2 separate regions of the Mus musculus genome follow, and region 1 is linked to region 2. The links are chromatin contacts, called in public Hi-C maps. All regions are on one chromosome and are shown on one strand. The core of a region is the stretch at or near the end of the contact, and the rest is flanking DNA. Distances in the headings are between cores, read along the strand shown.

The links. Hi-C and Micro-C count contacts between places; a contact is called where the count stands out from the background.
Region 1: a contact with region 2 is called in a Hi-C map of bone marrow-derived dendritic cells, with 2.9 times the contacts expected there. The contact joins the enhancer-like site here to the promoter of Ccdc91 in region 2. A contact is called at or near these places in 3 of 39 promoter capture datasets (the 3T3-L1 cell line, 3T3-L1-derived adipocytes and hippocampal neurons), 2 of 484 Hi-C or Micro-C datasets (bone marrow-derived dendritic cells and nephron progenitors) and 3 of 9 other capture datasets (adipose tissue, liver and pancreatic islet).

The regions. Positions count from the first base shown.
Region 1 is chr6:147,596,094-147,599,068 of GRCm38.p6, forward strand. The region is part of intron 11 of Ccdc91 (coiled-coil domain containing 91); the gene reads left to right. All of the region lies in intron 1 of Gm36244 (a long non-coding RNA gene), which reads right to left. Among named protein-coding and RNA genes, the nearest start is that of Gm36244, 78 kb to the right of the region's middle. Within about 2 kb of position 1,643, at least 7 of the 459 cell types and tissues checked have an H3K27ac peak or open chromatin away from gene starts, as enhancers often do. A contact at or near this core is called in bone marrow-derived dendritic cells, where this site is marked.
Region 2 is chr6:147,474,335-147,477,396 of GRCm38.p6, forward strand. It overlaps Ccdc91 (coiled-coil domain containing 91), which reads left to right and starts at 1,537. Exons shown (of 13, transcript NM_025911.2): 1 at 1,537-1,725. Gm6288 (a long non-coding RNA gene) reads right to left here and starts at 1,485. Exons shown (of 4, transcript XR_869623.3): 1 at 782-1,485.

The DNA.
Region 1 (2,975 bases), core at 393-2,892, 120 kb after region 2:
TATGGGTGTGTGTAGATATGGGAGCTGCCTTAGAGGTGCTTTTGAGACTCATCTATGCTGACCATTCCATGACCGTGCTGACCATCCTCCCAAAAACACTGTACACAATTCCTCTTCCTTGACCTGTCTTCCTACGGTACCCATCCTTGCAGGGTGAGGTGGGGCCTCCTTGGAATCATTGATGCAGCTCACCTTTCACAGACCTGTTGGCCATTCCTATGGATCCCAGATTTTCTGTCAGATAAGTCAACCATGTTATTATAATGGGTTTCAGATTTATTTTGTCCCTTTGTCTGGGACCTGGCTCTGTGTTTATTTTTCTTGATGTTTTGACTTTGTGTTTGTGCATTAGCAAAACCAGCTCCCTCCCTGTTCTTCCTCAGTCATTAGCCTGGTCAGCTAAGCAGAGGCCCTGAGAGCCTCCATGAGATGTATCCTGTCAGCTCCAGCTGTCTGGCATGTTCTATCTCACTTCATCGCCTCCCCTGGCCCCCAGGAGGGTTGAGGCTAGCCCCACAGGCAACCCTGTGGAGATGAAGCTTTGATGTAACTCTTCTGCTCCCTTGAAGAAACCATGAAGCTCTGTCACCACTGGGCAGGGCTGGGACAGCTCATGTAATGCTCTTTGTTCTTACCTGTTTCAGAGCACCCTTCGCCCTGTCCTGTATTGTCACAGGTGAGACAGAACCCAGTGCCATGAGCACCCACAAAGAGACCAGTGGGGTGGTCCGCCATCTCTCCCCTCAGTGGGGTGGTCCGCCATCTCTCCCCTCAGCAGGTTTTTTGAACAAAGAGCTATTTGTGACCATGTCCAGGGAGCTTTGATGTGCCTGGGTCTGAGCTCACACAGGGAGAGTGTCATAAGTGCCTGTGGCTTCACATGAAGGGTGTTTGTGCTCGTGAGGCTGTTGGCTCTGTGTGTTCATGGGAAGAGGTCACCAAAGCTTCCTTTTCCAACTCTTTCTGGCAGTATCTCATGTAACCATAGTTGGATTTTTTCCCTCACATTCTCAATAATAAGGAAAAAGTAAATTAATAAATAAGAAATAAGATTATTACAGGTATAAAATAACAGCTGTAAGGAAGATAGACATTTAGACAATGGCTTGCAGTGCCTGCTACTGAAGAATAGACTTTCTGGAAGATTCTTCCTGTATTGAAGAATTGTTGTATTGAGCCCAACATTTTATTGTTGTTTTAGAGACACGCTCTTATGCGGAGAGCTGGATAATGGGTTCCTGTCTCACACTCACTGAATAGCTAAGGATAGCCTTGAACCCCTGATCCTCCTACCTCTGCCTCTTGAGTGCTGGGATTCCAGGCACATTTGCCAAAGCTGGCCTTATCCCAAATTTTTTAATAAATTTGTAGGTATCACATTATGAATTAATTGCATTCCCCAGAGAAAACTAGTTGAAGAAAAAAAGCAATGAGTTATTAAAAACTGCCCTAAAATTTTTCCTCGGAGTTTAATTAATTTTTCTAAATGAGTTATGTGGTTAGGCCAGAAGTATAATTTATAAATAGACTTCCTCTTGGTTTATTAGTGATAGGAATCTGAAGTCTTCCCCCTACTTTCTGTTCCCTACCCTGGAGCACTGTAACTGTGCATTTTAGATTTATAACTAATGTCCTTGTTCTCCTTAGGAAAGTCCCTCAAATATGAAGTATTTCTAAAGTTGATGAGACATTGTTATTTTGTACAACAGGGAGAACAGTGGTGCTCTTCATGTCAGGATTATTTGGGTAGTTTTATTCTCCATGATTTTATAGGCTATTCTAGACAAAGCAGCCACTGTAAGGATTTGGAGGAGGAGGAGAAGGAGAGGGATGGCTTCCTGTTGGAAGTAGAAGACTTGTGAGGAGCTGGCTGTGGTTGTCCTGACATGATCAGTGACTGTCATAGCCCTGGACCATCACCTCCAGCGAACAACAGCTATTTTCTGGTCAGTTGCTGCTGTGTCTAACTTGACTTGTAAGGCAGGTGCTGCCATCACTCCAATGTGTGCTCCTTACATGGGTTCCTGTCTCTGTGTGTGGAAGCTAGGGATCAACCATCTTACATCTTGGCTTTGCTCCTCACTCCTCTTCAGGATGGACTGTTTCTCTGGAGTCTGGGTTCCCTGATAGGCCTGGGGTGACTGTGGGGGAACCCCAGAGACACCTGTCTGCTCCCACATGCTGGGATTAAAGCATGCCTCACTATGCTCAGGGTTTCCTTGGGGTCTGCAGATGGAACCTCTGTAAACCTTAACCTTAGATCCTCGCTCGGGCTTACTGAGCCATCCATGACTCCAGCCCTACCCTGCCTGTACCACATGAAGTTACAGAGGTTCCATAGCTCATCCTAGTGGGCATCTGACCTTGTTAGGTTCAGGCTGCCTGTCTCTAGAGGTCTTGAAGTTTCTCACCCCAACCCCAAGACTTCTCCACCTCAAGGTCCTGTCTTAATATAAAGTGTACATTCATCTTAGATGGGAATAGATAACTGCACAAGAAAACCCTTAGCTGAACACTGTCCTTACAGTGCTCTATAATCCCGTTGCTTGTAAAGTAGGTATGGGTGCACAGAGCTGAGCAAGTAGGCAAGTGCGTTGGCATTTGTGAAGTGTTAGCACAGTTGAGAAGGAGCCGTGGTAAACAAGCTGAGTTAAAGTGGTGTTGTGAGATGCGAAGGGAAAGAAAAGCATTACAACTGCATACTTGACAGAGTCACTAGTGGAGAAGTCCGTAGATACAGGAAGGAAGCCAGAGTCGGGGAATTAAAATGCAGGTTATATGGCGCCACTCAGAAATCCTGAGGAGAGAGCTGTGACAGGGGTTAGACAGTGGTTGCCAGGGCTGTGGGAGCTCCTGTCAGGTGATAATTAAACTGAATTGTGGTGGCGGTTACATTTGGCCAGATCTGTCAATCATCACAGCCATTTCCTAGAATATTGTGGTTTTAAGAACAAATTCCTATTACAATAAATTTT
Region 2 (3,062 bases), core at 287-2,786:
AGTGATCTGAAACTAGAGTGGTGGCAGTAGGGATAAACGGTCATTTTGTTGGGTCAGATGTTTCGATGGAAACCCAAAGGCATTAAAATTTCAAGCACAAAGAGAAAAGATAAGGTGACACATAGATATTGACTATCAGTTTATGAAATGCTTATTGAATGTATTTCCACTTTCTTGACTACTAGACTAGATGTAAAGGAGAAATGGGAAACAGCTTGCTGAGTATACAAAGAAGTGGTCCTTGACTTGGTGCTCAACTGGAAATTAAAAAAGTATATGTGTGTAAGGAAGCATCAAATTTCTATAAGAGAAATACAACTTATTTGTGCAAAGAATGGGCAGGATGGAAAAGGTCAGAAGAGGTGACCTGCTCAGTATTAGTTGTTCACTAAGGACTTCAAGTTGCCCAGCTCAGTGAAGGCATGTCAAGATCCTGTTGATACTTCCCACTCAGTACAGAGATTAAAGATAGTTCAGTCAATTTTGTTCAGTGGAAGGAAGAGAAAAGCAATTCCCAATAATGCTCTCTGTGTGAAGATTAGAAGTTGTCCACAGACTCACATTCAAACGATCAGGGCACTAGGCAGTAAAATATCTTGGATATATTTGGTTCATTCCCAGATTGTTACCACTTGACTAGTTCCAAGTAAATGGTATACGTTCAATAAAAATTAAGTGAATGTTGTCTAAACCATCTGAGAAGTGTGCTACCTGTTGACCATTTCTATGTAACAGTCACGACAGTCTACACAATTACTCTCCCCTTCAAACAAAAACCTACCAAGTGTATGGCATATTCCCTTCAGGAAAAGATGTTGACTGACAGCTTTGCTGTAAGGATGTGGAACAGCTAAAAAACAACTGTTTTTAGTGGAATATGAACGAACTGCTATGAGAGAGTTGATTACAAGTGCTACAGTCCTAGCGCTGAAGATCTTTAAAATCCAGTGGTTTAGAGAAGCTTTCAGCTTGGGCACGTTCAGGAACTTGAGAGTTCCGCTAAGCCGATAGGTCCAGACATCACGTCAAACATTTCTTGAGCATGTCATAGTGCCGGGTGCTTTATTCAGTTCTCACATTTTGGTTGTTTGTAAGAGGCAAAGGCTCTTCTCGTGGTAGATTCGAGTTCTGGACAGAAGAAAAATTCAGATTTGGTAGGTGGTTTTATGGGCCTGTCACTAAGAGAGATTGAGAACCTTTACTAGGAGGTAGATCTTGAGAAAGGTCAGGAAAAGCGTTAAGTCGAAGCCAATCTATAGCAGAGTCAATTACCTGAGAATCACTCAACTAGGAGGTTCTTCTTGTGGCCTAGCCAGCTGAATCTCTGTTAGGAGGAATATCTGTTGAATAGTTTGTTTTGGCTCAGGACAAAAGATAAAGACATGATGTAGTTTTTGAGGATGGTCAGGCCAGTGTATATCAGGTCAATCCACTTCACAGGTCAGGTCTCTCTTCAGATGAGGCTCAGCTGGCCTCCTCTTGGGGGGTCATGTGATGCGCCCGCGGATGCCTGGAGCGCCGCGCGCAGGCCTGGGCGGGCCTAGGTAGAAATCAACTTCCGGTGAGGATGTCCTGGACGCCGGGTGGTGTGTGGGCTGCCCGAACGTGGGTTCCTGGGCCAGCAGTCACCGGGAGGGGGGTGGTTGCGTAGCCGGTGTCCCGGAGCCAGTGTCTGAGAGCCGGGTGTGACGCGCAACAGCGCGGGGAGCACTGCGGTGGGCGCAGGTAATCGGGTGCTCGCCGTCTGGGTCCGGGTCTCGGCCGCGGGTGGGAACGTGACCAAGTTACTGCGAGTCGCGAGGCCGCGGCCGGGCGACTCACGGGACCTGGGTCAGGGAGACACCTCGCTCCCGCCCTCGCCCGCGGGGCCCTGCACTTGGGTAGTCCCGAGTGGAGAGCCATAGTAAGTCCGCTTGTTGTCCGCGCTGTAGTTGCCCCGGCGGAACGGAAGTGTTGACCCTGATGCGGTTCCCGTCGGTGCCGAGCGGCGCACCCCTTCCGGTCTCAGACCTTGGGAAAGCGCGCACTGTGCACTCGGAGTTCTGGAGAGCTGATCGCTGGACACACCCTCAGTGGCGTCTCGGGTTCTCACCCCAGGCGAGCATCGTGCGGAGCGCTTGGCCTCTGTCTGTTACACACCTTTCCCCGCCCCCCCAGGATGCCGCGTCTGCGCGGCTGCCTCCGCAGGAGGGAGCTTTGCACAAGAGTTGTCAGCTGCTCTGACAGCTCTGGGATGGTGAGGCCGCCGTGATCTTGGCCCTCCGCTCTGGGGAAGTGAAGGCTTTGGGCTCAGCTTAGGTCCCTCAGAGGCCGCCCACGAATTCCGACTTATCCCTCCACTGTGCAGACATTGACACGTCTTCGCCCCTAGTTTTAAACTTCCCGGCTCTGTGGAAGGCTATGGAACATGTTTGCATGCTGCGTGGTTGAGGGATTGCCATCTTGTCACAGGGTGGGTCAGCTGTCACCTCAGGATTTAAGACAAAAGCCTGCAGAGTACTCACAGTTTCCTGGGCGACAGAAACCGAGGAGAAGTGCACTTGTAGTCATCTTAGCCACACCTTGTGTTGCTTTTGGGGTTGTTTGAACCTCACCTGTTGGGATAAATGGCTCAGGAAGATGCTAGGTCCGCTGCACCTTGGTGCCACTATGTGGTGTGTTAATGTGTGAAGAATTGCCTGGTGAGAGGTGAGGAAGTTTGGTGTCTCCTAGGATGTCTAGAGATGTTTCAGTGGGCTGGGAACTGTGAACTGGTTGCCTAGCAACACCATACTCCAAATTGGAAAAAAACATAAAACAAAATGAGAAAGTCCAGGATTTTTGAGTTTTTAAGAAAAATATTAATCATCATAATACTTCACAGAAAAAGAAAACTTTAGGAAATCACCTAGAGAAGCATCCATTGTTTGTTCTCTCTCTCTCTCTCTCTCTCTCTCTCTCTCTGGGGTGTGTGTGTGTGTGAGAGAGAAAGAGCCTGTCATCAATTGGGACATTTTATTGAACACCCAGGTACTATCAGATTTGTAAAGAATATAGGATTTTTATTAATAAAGGAAACTTTG